Linked DNA regions of Mus musculus: region 1 is linked to region 2. The links are chromatin contacts, called in public promoter capture Hi-C maps. All regions are on one chromosome and are shown on one strand. The core of a region is the stretch at or near the end of the contact, and the rest is flanking DNA. Distances in the headings are between cores, read along the strand shown. Region 1 holds the start of Nkx3-1 (NK3 homeobox 1). Region 2 holds the start of Ebf2 (early B cell factor 2).

Region 1 (6,865 bases), core at 967-3,466, 2.0 Mb before region 2:
GTACCCTGCCACACTCAGGCTGCCCTGTAAATCCTTGGACTGGCACATCACTGTGAAAAGGGTAAGTTGAAAATTCCACCTTCCACCCCCTTCACGTTCTATGCCAACCTGCCTCAATCACTAAGGGTCACCCCCTCCCACCCCCATTCTTCAAATCTTCCGTTTACCCTCATTTTTACAAGGGCAGAGAGAAACTCTGGCCAGAGTCCAAGGCCAACAGGAGACCCAAGTTTAACTCAAGAGGAAATCCTCATCTAAGGGGCCATCCCTCCCCTTGCTTGGCCCTTCCATGATACTCAGTCATGGGAGAGGATGGAGTTGCCACAACAGAATTCCTAGGAACGATATAGCCATTGCATCTGTAGCCATTCTAAGTTCTGGAAACAAGACTCAAACTTGCCTGGCTCTCTCTAAACAGGGGAGCGGGCAGCAGTCACCTACAGGACACTTGGAACTGGGACTACATCTTCAAATAGTCACTGCCCCAGATCTTTCACCTGCCCACCAGAGAAGAATTGGAGTGTTCCCTGGGAACCCCCAACAGTTTGCATCTGTACATTTCTTGCTTCCGACTCCTTGACATCAGCCACTGTGGCTTTTTCCCAGAGACCCCCAGGGAAGACAGTTTCTGATATATGCAGTTATCAGCAGAACTGTTGCTACCAGAAAGATGGATGCCAGCTGCCCAGACAGTACAGGTAGGGGTAGTAGGGATAGCTAGTATACACGGAGACCAAGGAGGTACTGGGCAGGCTGTCATCTTTCAGGGCTGGCAAAGACAATGGTGAGTTCTTCTCCAAGACTCCCAGGTCTTCCGACAGCTGCTTTCGCTTGGTCTTATAGCGTCTGTTCTGGAACCATATTTTGACTTGGGTTTCGGTGAGTTTGAGGTTCTTGGCCAGGTGAGCCCTCTCAGGGGCAGACAGGTACTTCTGATGGCTGAACTTCCTCTCCAACTCAATCACCTGAGTGTGAGAGAAGGCGGCCCGGGAGCGCTTCTGTGGCTGCTTGGTGACCTGGGGGGCACTTGCTAAGTCCCCTGGATTATGTTCACAGTCCAAAAGATAAGTCTCAAAATGTGCATCTGGAGAAGAACAGAAGGAGAGAGGAAAAGTTACATGTTAGCTCAGAATTCAAACCACCTTTTTGTTTTCTGCTAGTGAACAAAAAGCCCACTGTCATCTGGATACTTTCACTTTGTTTGCAAGACTAAGAAACTACCCTGAAGAAGTGAGCAGGCTTTTTTTATACTATGTATTTGTTTCTAATAATCAGTGTGAACTACATTCAGGTCTTAGCGGTTTACAGTTGATCTTTCTGCCTTGTTGTTTTACATCAGTGAAATGTGGATCCTGGATGTGTGTTGCAAAGAGAGGTGGGTAAGGTGCCAACAGGGAAGACGGAGGCATCGTAGGGACATTGAAGTGGGTGACTGAGATTTGTGGAGATGAGCCAGGTGGCCTGGGATGGTAACCAGTTCATCTCCTGCCCTAGTCCTCTTCCTGTAACTGTGGCTTAGTCACCAGCATGAAAAGTGGTTGGGGCCGGAGGATAAAATTGGACGCGATTCTATTTCTAAAGACTTAAAAGAACATCCATAATTTTATGGCTCGTGGAATGGAGACGAAGGGAACTTAAGAGTGGGCTTGATTTATGAATATTAATGGTTATCGTTAGTTCTAGTAGCCAGTGGTAAATGTCTGCAGCCGCTGGAAAAGAGTCAAGTCGATGGCAAAGTTATTAGTTGCTCTCAGGGTTGATGCTCAAGGTGGCTCGGTGGGGCGGACAGCGAGGTCCTTTCTGTGGCCATGCCCCCACCCCCAACCTCAGGATTCCTGCATCCAGAGCTCGGGGCCATTAGCCCAAGAGCGGTCCTTTCCTGTGCATGGTGCTCGCTTGGTCTACTCCGCTTACCAGACTCGGGTTCAGTCGGTGTCTCCGCGGGGCTATGCCGGATACTTGGTGGGTCCTCCGGAGCCACGCCGCGACCCCCTGCTTTGTCGGGCTCTGGAGCGGAGTCCCTCCTAGGGTCCGGCGAGTGCTGCGGATTGCCTGAGTGTCCCCCGTGCCGCTCCGCGCGGTCCCGCAGGATGTCCTGGATGAGGAAGGAGGTGAGCCGCTTGGACTGCGTGGGTGGCGCTGCCCAAGGACTGCGGCCACCCGCCTCCACCCGTGGCTCTCGGGGCTCCGCTACCCTAAGCATCCCTCCTCCGCTGCGCGCCGCTTTTGCTATCACCGGGCCGCGCGCACTTATAGCCATGCTGAGCGCCGCGCCGCCTGCCCATTGGCCGCGGGGACACGGCTGCTCCCCGATTGGCTGCCGCGGGCTCCAGGTGACCCTCAAGGGGCGAGTCCTGGGCGGATTAGGCTCCAGAGCCCTTCCCTGATGAGCCCTTAACCTTTCCTGGTTTCCCTCTCAAGCCCTTTGCCAGAGAAGCCACAAACGCCAAATTCTTACTGGAATCAGAACTGAGCAGGCAGGTCGCTTCCACCTACCCTAATTGTGTTCAGATAGTAAGAGAGACTGATAACAAAGCCAGATCTACCGAGTCTAAGTTGATCCTAGGTCTGACAATCATGCTCATTATGGTCCCACGCTGGACTCCCAGCTGGACACATCTAGACAACCAGCAGAAGTCTATTAGGGAAGGTCCAAGTAGTATGACAGTGTCTCGTTTACTGAGTTGACCAGGTAGTGTAACACCAGGAAAGAGTATTCTTAAGAAATAAACACTCGCTGGGCAGTGGTGGCGCATGCCTTTAATCCCAGCACTTGGGAGGCAGAGGCAGGTGGATTTCTGAGTCAGCCTGGTCTACAGAGTGAGTTCCAGGACAGCCAGGGCTACACAGAGAAACCCTGTTGAAAGAACGAAAGAAAGAGAGAGAGAGAGAGAGAGAGAGAGAGAGAGAGAGAGAGAGAGAGAGAGAGAGAAGGAAAGAAAGAAAGAAAAGATAAATAAACACTCAAGCTGTGTGTGGGTGACATTTCTTTAATCCCAGTGAAGAGGGGCAGAAGTAGGTGGATTTCTGTGAGTTTGAGGCCAGCCTGGTCTATATAGGGATTTCTTGGACAGCCAGGTCTACATAATGAGGCCCGGTCTTAAACTAACTAACTAACTAACTAACTAACTAACTAACAACTAAACAACTGACAGCACACATGCACAAACCAAACTAATAAAAGAAATGAACACTCTAGCCCAGGCTCCCCATGTCTGTCACTTAAATATCACATGGTTCAGAACAATGCTTTGGATTGCTAAATACGATCTATCTGATCAAAGGAATGTGCTAGAATACAACATTTGGTGGAAACCGAGGAAAGCCTACGCTGATTTTTTTTTTTTAATTAATGGATGCAATTAGAGTCTGTTGTGGTCTAAGGCACCAGGACTCAACTGGAATCTGCTCTGCAGGGAACCTTGTATTTCTGGGGAGAAAGAAAGGGGGGCAGGCCCTTGAGAATACAGCAACTTCGGAGGGAAACTGGGATGGATAACCGGAAGGCCTTCAGAAAAGCTCTCTTCTGCATGTTACCTGGACTTATTTTCCTTTAAAATTTAAATATACATTTTTGATATAGTTACAGGTTCATTGGGAATTGCAAAAATAGCAACTCCAATGTCCCTCATTGTAGTATGTATGTATGTATGTATGTATGTATGTATGTATGCATATAGTGTGTGTGGGGAGTCTTCCTCCAAGGCCCACACATAAATGCCGTTCCCTGCTGAGGTAGTTTGGAGAAGTTTTGGACCTATAAGGGCTGAAGCCTAATGAGAGGTCCTCAAATTGTTGAGGACATAGAGATTGTAGCGCCCCAATTTTCCCCCCTCTCCTGGCCCTGGTGTATGGATTTTCCCACCAGCCTGTGCTCCTCTCATGTTGCACTGCACCCCCCATTAGGCCCCCTAATTTTGGACTTGAAGCTCTAGACTCATAAACTAAAGCAAACATCATTTTACTTAACCAGTCTGTGGCTGGTTCTTGGTGGGAATAACAGATTTAATGCAAGTCTCCTTTCTCTACCCAGTGGTGCAGTGGCTATGCCAGACCACGGGTGATGGGTAGTTCCTTTGGATAACTAACTTGGTCAGAGGATTAGTGAGGCTTACCTGTGGGTGTGCCTGTGAGTGTTTCCAGAGAAGGTTCACTGGGGCAGGCGGGGGCAGGCATCTGCCTTAAATGGGTAGTTTCATTTCAAGGGGGAGAAAGCAAACTGAGTACTGGTGTATCCCCATGTTTCTTGGCTGACTGAAACGACTGACTGAGACGTGACTATACGACTGACTGAGACGTGACTATACAGTCCTGTGCTCCTCTCAAGATGGCAGACTATACCCTCAAACCACCGGCCAAGGTAAACCCTTCCTTCCCTAAATTAATTCTGTTGGATATTTGGTCACAATGGTCAGGAATTAAAAAAAAAAGATAGCTGAGACAAGAGATGCAGAGTGACAGGCCTAGCCGCTCTTCTGTGTGACTGTACTGCTGTTTCCACAGGCAACGAGTGTCAGATATCTGAAACCTTATTAGCCCTGGCCATTCTCTTTATTTCAGCCACTAACATTGGTACAGTGCTATTTCAGTTTGGCTTTAGTTTTTTGAGTTTGCACTTGACTGTTAATGATGTTGATTTTGGCCGGGCACAGGTCTTCATTGATGAGACAGTCCTAGTCTCAAAATAAATCCCAGAGGGCTCAAAGATGTAGATGCAAACAGGCACACAGGAGAATTTCTTTTTAAAAAAAAATCAGGCTCGTGAAAGAAATGCAAATCAAGGGGCTTGAGGGATAGCTCAGTGGAACTAGAGCTCAATTCCCAGGATCAAGCATTACAACTGCCTGAAGTACCAGCCTCAGGGCATCTGATGCCTGACCTCTGACCTCTGCAGGCACAGATATGCAAACACACACATATTTTTAAAAGTAAATAGCATTTTTTAAAAAGAGAAGAAATGCAAATCAAAGCCACATTGAGATACTCCTTTTTTTAAATGTATTTATTTTTTATTAGATACTTTCTTTACTTAACATTTCAAATATTATCCCTTTTCTAGTTTCCCCTCCGAAAATTCCCTATCCCTCCTCCCCCTTTCCCCCTGCTCCTCAACTTACCACTCCTGCTTCCTGGCCCTGGCATTCCCCCACACTGGGGCAGAGAACCTTGGATAGTCATTTCTATGCATCAGATTGGGAAAGATTTTCTTAAGGTGCCATCCAAACAGTGAGTAACTGCTGTGGGCGGAAAATAGGCCGATTTACATATTTGGTCGGTATCTGTTTACATTAAAAATGGACATATCCTTCAACCCAGCTAGTTTGGCTTCTGCCCTGGAAACTCATAAATATACAATGTACTGACTTGGGAACCTGGTTTTGGTCACAGACTGGTTCCAGTTGCAAACTGAGCTGTAGAATCAACTGCGCGTGTAAAAGGGTGACCACAAGTGGTCCGTATCATTTGCACGCAGACATGCACATATATGTATTCAGTAGGACAGTGGTGTCTGCTCAGTGAGGTGGAGGCAGGCTGAGAGAAGGGAAGGAGGGGAGGCTAACAGGATCTATTTGTTTGCATTCATGTGTGGTTCTTAAAAATTATAAATCTAGGGTAGGAGAGATGGCTAAGTGGTCAAGAGTGTTCGCACTGCCAGGCATAGTCATGGACAAGATTCTAGCTAATAGGAATTGGCCAGCCCGGGGGGTGGGGGTGGGGGTGGGGGTGCATTCCTCCACTGGAGAGCTCTAAGATGTTAAACTATTATAAAACAAAAAATTCTCTTTAGTAAGATGGCTAAGTAGATAAAGGTATTTGTTGCCCAAGCCTGCTGACCTAGGTTGGGTCCTTGGAATCTACATAAAAGTGGAAGGGAAGAATTGCCTCCACAGAATTGCCCTCTGACCTCCACACACGCATGCTGAGTGCCACGCGCCATCACGGCTGATGACATCACTTTCTCGGTGTCTGCCTCCCTCCCTGTTACAATACCTCTCAAGAGGACTTTCTAGATTTGGTCTCCTGTGCATACATCATGGTGGGGTGTTTTCTGTGGAGATCCTTTGCCAGTCCAGAGACTAGATAAGACAAAGAAGGGAGTGGGGGTCCCGGGAGAGAGGACGAGTCACAGGAAGCACTTGCTATCTGTACCAAAGAGGATCCAGGCTGCCACTGCTGCCTGAGAGATGCCCCGCCCCCACCCTCCGCACTCAGCCACTTCTTTTCTCCTCCTTCTCTGTTCTTCATAAGAGTTTCACCGTGCTGTCTTCTTTTCTCTTTTTGTATCCCTACTTCAGACCTTTGTTCTAGTCCCCAGTCCCCACTGAGAGAGGATGTGCTGCGATGTTTCTGTCAGCAGAGACACCCCCCCCTCCGCTGCCCCATCTTCCTCAGCATCAAAACAAAACTCCAGGCACAGTGTCAGGCCCTTGACTTTCACAGCCTGGGATGGGGCAGAGAACATGTTCTCTGGTTTCTTGGGTGCTCAGCAATATGGCGTTGAGACTTGTCCCTTTGCTCTTTGGGGGAGGGGGTTGACCTGGAATACTAAGTTTTGGGGTCTGTGTCTACTACGTTCTTGTGTATATTCTATTACATCAGCAGGCAAAGCCCAAGACCCCAAGATTAAGGCGCTGCACCTGCTCTGACTTCTTGCTTATTCATAACAAGGCAGACAGTACAATAGAGATGTAAGGAGGGAAAGAGGGAGGGATAGAAGCTGCAGCCAAGCTTATCCAATCAGGAACCCATTTTCCCACCAATCATATTAGCCCATCCCTGAGGGGCTTCTAGAACCTTCAAAATCTTCTAAGATTCCCAATTATTCCTATCGTTACCACGGCAATGACCTTTCAACATGAGGACT
Region 2 (7,706 bases), core at 965-3,464:
AAGCCAGAATGTTAAGAGACAGCAGCGCCCCGGCCAGAGACTCGGGCGATCCGCGCTCGAGTGTTTTCTCAAATTCCCTGACTCTGTATAGCTGGACCCAGAGCTTGCCAGAGCCTTGGATGCGTCCACAGGACCTCCCTATATGCCTGTCTCTGATAGTGCCACATTTGACTGAAAACCTTGTGGAGCCGGCGAATTGACAGATGGTGAGGGCAGCCTGGTGGCCCTGAGGTCTTCTGGATTCTTGTGCTGGGCATGGTCTCAGTCACTTTTTTGAAAGTGTATAATTTTCGCTAGACCACCACAGACTGCTGTTTCGAACTTTAATAAAGTACATTTTATTTCGGACGGGAAGACTGGAGGGAAATGTTATTAAGCCCCCGCTAAGGAGCGGATCTGCGGAACTGTCTTGGTTCCCTCGGCTTGTCACCGCCGGAGCGAACCCCTAGACCGCTTTCGAGAGCCAAGGCCTCTGCGAAGTACCATCTGCTTCGGGGACAACTGAGCATTCGGCTTCGGAGGAGTGGCAATCGGGTACCGCAGCTGCCACTTCAGGCATCCGGCTTGCGGCCTTTGCTGCCACTCCTTGAAGGGTGGCAGCCAGTTCGCTCTACCCGGGACACCTGGAGATGTGGCCTATCTGCAAAAGGGGTCATTTCTCAACGTGAAGTCCGGAGATTTAAGGAGGTTGGCGCAGAACGCAGAGCGCAGAGGAAGAGTCGAGAGTCCTGGAAGAAATTTGTGGGTGTCTGGAGAGGGTAAAGGAGCTGGCTCTTGTAGTCTGGACACGAGGGCCATGAATCTCAGTTCAGTAGCGACAGTGAGAAGCGGGACTGGAATGTCTTCGTGGGATGGAACCCTAGACAAATTTTAACCATCCGTAAACGCGAAGATTTGGAAACAAAATCAACTTGAGGAACCCGCAAAACTGGAGGGTGCTCTTCTCTGCGGCTCCATTTTCTCCTCTTCCCCGACTACTCCTGTGCTTCGGTCCATCCTCGGCCTCTTCGGTTTGTCTGTCCCACTCTCCCTCACCCAGGACTCGCTTGCATGTCCCCTTTCCTAGAGCTCCCGGCCGCCTTGCTTTCCTTGCAGCCCCTCAGGCCTCTCCGGATCCTCTCGCCGCCGCCACCATCTGGCCGCTGGGCTCCCCGAGTCTCCAAGCCATCCTGAATGATGCTGGAGGAGAGGCGCTCGCAGGAAGCGTGGGGGAACCTAGGAGTGACCGGAAAGCCGGCTCTGCCGCTGCGCCGGCTGCCAGCTCGGATCTTCACGCGCCACTCCGCTAGAGTCCAAGAGTAAACGCCACGATGTGAGCTTGAACGCTACTTTTAATAAATTTTTTTTGTCCTCAAAGAACGGACTGTGGGGAGAAACACCCGTGACCTCGGTAGTTCAGAAACTACAGTGTCGACTGCGGGAAAAGGGTTCCCCTAGTCGCAGCGACCTGCCCGCCCAGGGAGAGCCCCAGTGCGCACAGCCAGGGAGGAGAGACAAGGACAGAGAGAAAGAGAGGGAGCAAAGGGAAGAGATATTCGGGGAGACAGACACAACCAGAGACTTTCAGAGCACAACGGCTCCAGTCTCATTACCTCTGAGCCGCGACATTGGCGTCCACCACGCCGACATTCCGGACCCAGGACCTGACCGAATCCATCTCGGCACCCAGCGACTTGTCTTTCAGAGCTGGTCCTCTTCCTAGCGTATCTTGAATCCCAAACATTTAAAAAGTCTGGTCCTCTACTGTCGCCTTAAAAGTGACTTTACAACAACACCGTCCTCACTCTCCAATGCTGCCAGCAAATGGTGTTCTCCAAAAGCAATCCGAGAAAGGCGGCAAGGGCCGAAGTTTGGGGGCCCTCTTGGAAAGAAATAGCCAGCCCGTTCCTCCACGCACAATGCAAAGTTTGCGTTTTTTATCCTCGGTGGCTTCAGATCTGCCGCCTCGGGGCTTCCACTCTAGGTCGCCCGCATCCTTCCAGCTGCAGAACGTTCTCCAGAAAGTGGCCACAATTTGGAAGCATCACCTGTTCTGGGAAAAACAGGAGGAGATAGATAGCTGCCTGATCTCTCCCCTTCCTCCTTGTTCCCCCCTCCCTGCTCCTCCCCACCGTTCCGATATAGGAAAAAAAAAAAAAATCCCCAACAGGATCAGTTGTAAGAGGAAGGGGAAGACCCGGAGCGGGGAGGAGGCGGTGGCTGAGAGCGCCGCAGAGCCGGGCTGCTGCAGCGCGCGGGCCCCATGAATGGTTACTACAACCCAGGCCGCGGGAGGCGGAGCCGAGGCCCGATAAGGAGCCTCATTTGCATGGACGCCCGGGATTGGCCGGCTCTGGGCAAGCTGGGCGGACGTCCTCCCGCGGCGTTAGCCAAGCTTTGCTTTGCCCGAAGTCCGGGAGGTGAAAGGCTACAGCAAGCCACAAGCACCGAGTCCCGACCAGAGTCCCGAGTGTTTGGCCTGAGTGGGAAAGGGGGTCCCCAAATCCTGCACCAAAACAGAGTAGCAGGACTCTGAGAGTTAGGATCATGATGGTTCTTTCCGATCGCGGGAGCAGGAAGCCAGCGCGGATTTGCCTCTAGATGCAGGTTTTTTGTCGCCTGCGGGAGACCCTACAGATTCATTCCCGGGGTTTGGACCTGTGACCACCTGTATTTATGCTTTTCGCAAACACTACCCTCAGGGCATCCGTCTTTCTGAACCGGTCTACCAAGTCTCAGAGAGTTCCAGGGAAGCAATCATTTCGTGCGAAGGCCACAAGTGTTAGAAGGAGAGGCGAGATGAAGGAAGGAGAGAGCGGAGTGTGGACGAATGAGGCTCAAGTGCAGTTTAAATAAATATACTGTGAAGGGAAATGGTGAAGGAGTTAAGGAAAACAGCCCCGGGAGGGCGGGAGTACGCACCTTTGCAGATAGGAGAGGTTGCTGACAGCTTGGCTGGCTGAGAACTGCGGGATGAAGTTTCGAATCCTCCCCCCTTTTAAAATCTCCCTCCCCAATCCCTGAAGGCCGGGGAACCCTGCGTTAGAGACACGAGGCGTCTGTGAAGAAGTCCTGGAAACTTTGTCCGCCGAGCGCTGTGGTCGCGAAGGTTGGTGGTCGGGAAGCCGAGGCTCCACAAAATAGCTGAAACCCTAGACGGCTGGAGGTGCCTATTAAAAAAAAATCCTCCTGGCTGGGTGTTATTTTCTTGCTTCTCTTTTTGTATTCTGATCTGCGCGTAGATCTGCTGTTGAAATCTAGAACGCCAGCGCGAAAACAGATTTGAAGACAATGAATGCAAATCTGTGCTCAAAGACCATCTGCCGTGGAGCAGACAATCAGCTGCGCCGCGGTTCGAGCGACTGCACCCGAGCCTCTCAGCATCATTACAGTCGGGAGTCTTTCCTCCCGGCTCAGGGCTCAGGTTTGAGTGTCAATTGACTCCTGACCGGACCCCCTAGCTGTAGGTGAGCGCTCACAGACGAGCTGCGAGAGTTCGCCGCTAGAGGACACAGCGCCTGGGGTGCACGTTTGCCCGGCGAGCGAAAAGGAAGCTTGCGCTTTCAGAGACTGCTTGAGTCTCCATTGAAGGGGACCTGAGCACGTCACTTCACCTCAGGGGCAAACTGTGACTACAGACTGCGCAGGCGGGATGGTGCTCCGGAAGACTTGGTCTCTCTCTACAGCAGTGACTGACTTGAAAGCTGGCTGGGGCTCTCTTTGCACAGACTGGGGAGGGGGGCTGGAGTCGCGTTGATGGTGTACCCTAACTCCAGGTCTTTAATTTCAGGCTTAAAGGGGAGGCAGGGTGGCTTGAGGTACAGTTGAGTGTAAGAAAATAAGAGGCCTAGTTGCATTCGGCAGTTATCCAACAAAAGAGGGAGGGTGGGGGAGAAAATGGTCGAGATAAGATCCACCTCTGCTCTTTCAGCTGCGCAGTTCAGTTACACAAGACTTTACGGATAATTGCGACCCCAGGAAAAACTAACCACCCAGAGTCTTCGAGCTGGGCCTGCTCGTTTTTGTTTTGGTTTGGTTTTAGTTTTAGTTTTGTTTTGTTTTTGTTTTTTTTAAGTCTGCTGAATTTAACTAATCTCTTGTCCTTCTTTCTTGTCCCGGCCATGTTCCCAGCTGGGCAAGGCCTCAGGTTCCTCGGTGAAGAGTGTGGACCAGCCAATGAGCCCTCCGACGTGTGGATGAAACGGCTGGCTTTTGTTTAGTTTTGTTTTAACCTCCCCAAGGAGACTTTGATCAGCTCCACCTCGAAAATGTTCGCGAAAGATGCGGAGAGCCTGAGGGACTGCGGGGCAGCAACGGGCTCCGGCCTAGCCCGGCCCGCCGGCCCCCAGAGGCTCCAGGTTAAAGGGCAGAGCCAAGGTCGCTGACGCCTCTTTTCTCACCAGTAACAGCTGCCGCCCAAATTATACCCCTCAGGAAGCGAATGAATTGTTCCTTTCTCCTTGCTCCCTGCTGCCTTCTCCAAAGCATACTGTCAGTGGCGTCTCACCTCCCTCCTTCCCAGTGACAAGTTCAGGGGTGGCGGTGCCCTGCTGGAAGATAGTGTGTGGGTGCCTTACCTCTAGAACTCAGTGGGACGCTTGGCTCTTAGTGGTCTGCACTGAGGAACCACCCCACCTCCCCTGCGGCTCCTCTGAACACTGGGGACAGACTGCGGACCGACCACTTGGGGTTCCTAGGGTGGTGAGCCCAAAGTCCAGAAGTCCCTTTTACGCATAAATGAAGTTCCAGACCGAGTATAGAGGAGCAGTCGGCCTTGTGCCCTAAGCTGTAACGCTTGTGCGCGCCGAGAGCGGTTCTGCCAACCGCCTTGGCTTTGATTATGTTTGTCAAGGTCTTAGGGAGGGGTGGCGGAAGAATTGACCACCCGTGCTAAAGAAGCGGTGCTGGTGGCTGCGGCGCGCAATCGTGGCGCCCAGAGGGTTGCTTCCATCTCCTTCGCCTCCAGCTACGTGAGAATAACCCTCCATTAGGAACCTGAAACACAAATGCCGCCGGGTCCGGGACCAGGACCGGGACCCGGCTGGGTGTCCGCCCCCTCCCCCCCATACCCAACCCCACTCGCAGCCTCAAGCTTCCTCCACCAAGGACTGGGGAGTCTCGCGTTCCATCCTCGAGAAAAAATCAGAACTCACAGTATTACTATTTTTCACGACCATCTAGTTACACAAACTGGGGAAGTGGTTTGGGATCTCATTTTATACGTTGTCACCGCTTTTGTTCACCCTTCTAAAATACCAGAGTCCAGGTTTGAATTCCCCCTCCCCCTTGTTCGTGTTGTACTGCAGCTTAAGACAATATGTTCAGGCCGAAATTGGTTTTAAGGCCCGGTTGGCCCAGAATTTACCAGCCCTGACATCCTGTGCGCTGGGGCCCTTCTCAAAGTCGGAGGTTTGAGGTATGCCCTCCAGGCGTCATAACACATCCCTCACCCCACAACTAACTCTCTCTCTCTCTCTCTCTCTCTCTCTCTCTCTCTCTCTCTCTCTCGTGTGTCTGCCTCTATGCATCCCAAAGCACAGACCTGGACCCTTCCTGAATACCGGGACAGCTAGTATGAGCCCTGTAAATTTAAAAGGTTTGGTCTCCATAAGCTATCTTTGGACAAGCATTTTTCATTTACCAGTTTTTGTTTTTATTTAAACCGGGCTTTTATTTGCCCAACTAGTAACAAATGGCTTTGCTCTATCTCAGAGACCTACTGGGTATTTAATCCACAATTTGTAAATGATTTTTATATAAAAACTCTGATTTCACTGATTCCCACACCAAATTCCAAGCTGGGCATTTTTTTTCTCCTTCCAGAAACTAGATTTGTATAGTACATAAGTGTGAATTCCCCAGAGAGGGGAGAGCAAAGAAATTACTTCATTTATGGTTTCATGATAAATATCTCACATGTCCACACCAAGAAATTTCCTTCAAGGACAGTTCGATTAGACTTGGGTACGATTTTGATTTGTTTTTAACACGATGAAACAGGGTCAAGCGGGACCACCTAGAGAAACACTAAAATTACAGGATAGAAAGTTTTAGAGGCTCGCCGGTATGGTGCCCAAGTCAACTGGGAAGTGTTTACTAAAAATGAACCGAAGGAACCTAACACTTGCTCCAGAAAAGTCTTCCTCAACTCCTCCTTCCTCACCCATCCTCGGCTTCTCTCATACCTCCTTGGTAGCAAGCGCAAAGAAATACGCTTTATTTTTTTTCCCACTCGCTCATTCCGAGCGATCGATCGCAAAAAGTCCTTACCTTACGACAGTAAGGAGTAAGGTAAGGAGGAGCAACAATGCCAGCGGTGGCAACAGCTGTAACAGTGGCCTTCGGAGCCCTGGTGTCATCTGCACTGGGCCCGCTGGCAGCGCAGGAATGGCTAGGGTATGCGACAGGACACAGGTGACTGGCAGCTTCTACTCTTAACACTGGAATTCAGCGTTTCCGCTGCTGGGTGTCTAGACTAGACAAGGCCTTTCCTTGGGGCCACGCTTGAATAAACTGGCCTGGTTTCGGCCACTTCCAGAAACCTATGCAGAAAGGCCCGGTATACTGTCCCAAATTGTACTCAGGAAGCCACGATCAGGAAGGGACAGATGCACACCAAGAAGTTTTGGGGTGCCAGGCACTGGCTGCGCATTCCTCCATTCAGGTTGACACCGGTTCAGTGGCTGATGAACTTCCACACCGCGGAGTTGCAAAGAGAGCTTGGGCAGGGGCTGAGGTGCCAAGTCACAGCTCCGCTGCAAAGCAGAAAAACAATCCCCTCACTGGTCTTCCATTTCCAAACAGGATAGGCAAGGGATGACCTTTAAAGGGGGAAAATTAAATGTGACTCGCCTAACCTTACCCCCTCCTAGCTTTTCAGCTCACTTGAGATAAGCAGAAAGCCTCTCTGAAATGCCCCCCCCCTTTTTTTTCCTGGTGGTCCCCCGCCCCCTGCCAGCCGGCAGGGGAAAGCCCGCGGGACCTCCCAGCTCCCTTCCCGCTCCCGGCGGAGGTGTGAGCGATGTGTTGATTATTCATATTTTTGCGGAGCGCACACTCCGCAGCGGCCAGCGCCGCCACATTTCACACGTATACTCACGTACACACTTGGTGCGCGCACTTGTCGGGCACTCAATGCTCAGTGCGGGAGAGACTGCCCACAGGGGAGCCCTGGCTCTGAACCCGTAGGGGGTGACAGAAAGCACACACTAGGCCCTTTTCTCTCCCTCCCCTGACCCTCGCCCCAAAAAACGCTCACTCATGGCTTCTTGGTCCAACTTTTTTTCTCCATGAAACACTAACCTTCCCAAGTCACTCTCCAGGTAGGTGTGTGTGTGTGTGTGTGTGTGTGTGTGTGTGTGTGTGTGTGTGTGTTTAGGGAGGCAGCTACAAATATCACACCAGTTCGAATTTCAATCCAGCTGGCACTAGCGATCTCCTTCAACGCACACCCCGCACACCAACACCTCCGCCCACGCCACATACCTCGGTTGTAGGAATGCAAATCGAGAAAGGGCTCTTGAGCTAAATGCGTGGCTTCCAGTTAGAAATTGGACCTCTAAGGGTGGTGTCTCCTCAAACTCTGACCAAGGCCCCACTTCCACCCATGCACCTTCCAAGACTTCGGAGGTGCATGGGTCCTTCCTTCGCTTTGGAGAGGTTAGATCTAAGATGCATCACATAGACATCAGAACCAGCTGAGAAAACAAGTCGTTCTTGATTCCGGG

What was found. Promoter capture Hi-C pulls out the DNA fragments that hold promoters and counts their contacts.
Region 1: a contact with region 2 is called in a promoter capture Hi-C map of stem cell-derived epiblast-like cells, with 4 times the contacts expected there. The contact joins the promoter of Nkx3-1 here to the promoter of Ebf2 in region 2. A contact is called at or near these places in 4 of 39 promoter capture datasets (embryonic stem cells, hippocampal neurons and stem cell-derived epiblast-like cells).

The regions. Positions count from the first base shown.
Region 1 is chr14:69,186,043-69,192,907 of GRCm38.p6, reverse strand. Nkx3-1 (NK3 homeobox 1) reads right to left here and starts at 2,216. Exons shown (of 2, transcript NM_010921.3): 1 at 1,915-2,216; 2 at 1-1,084. The coding sequence starts at 2,203. The coding sequence ends at 660. It overlaps Gm31632 (a long non-coding RNA gene), which reads left to right and starts at 6,844. Exons shown (of 2, transcript XR_383539.1): 1 at 6,844-6,865.
Region 2 is chr14:67,229,152-67,236,857 of GRCm38.p6, reverse strand. It overlaps Ebf2 (early B cell factor 2), which reads right to left and starts at 2,214. Exons shown (of 16, transcript NM_001360202.1): 1 at 1,593-2,214. The coding sequence starts at 1,723. It overlaps Gm20675 (a long non-coding RNA gene), which reads left to right and starts at 3,663. Exons shown (of 2, transcript XR_874748.1): 1 at 3,663-3,755; 2 at 4,111-4,442.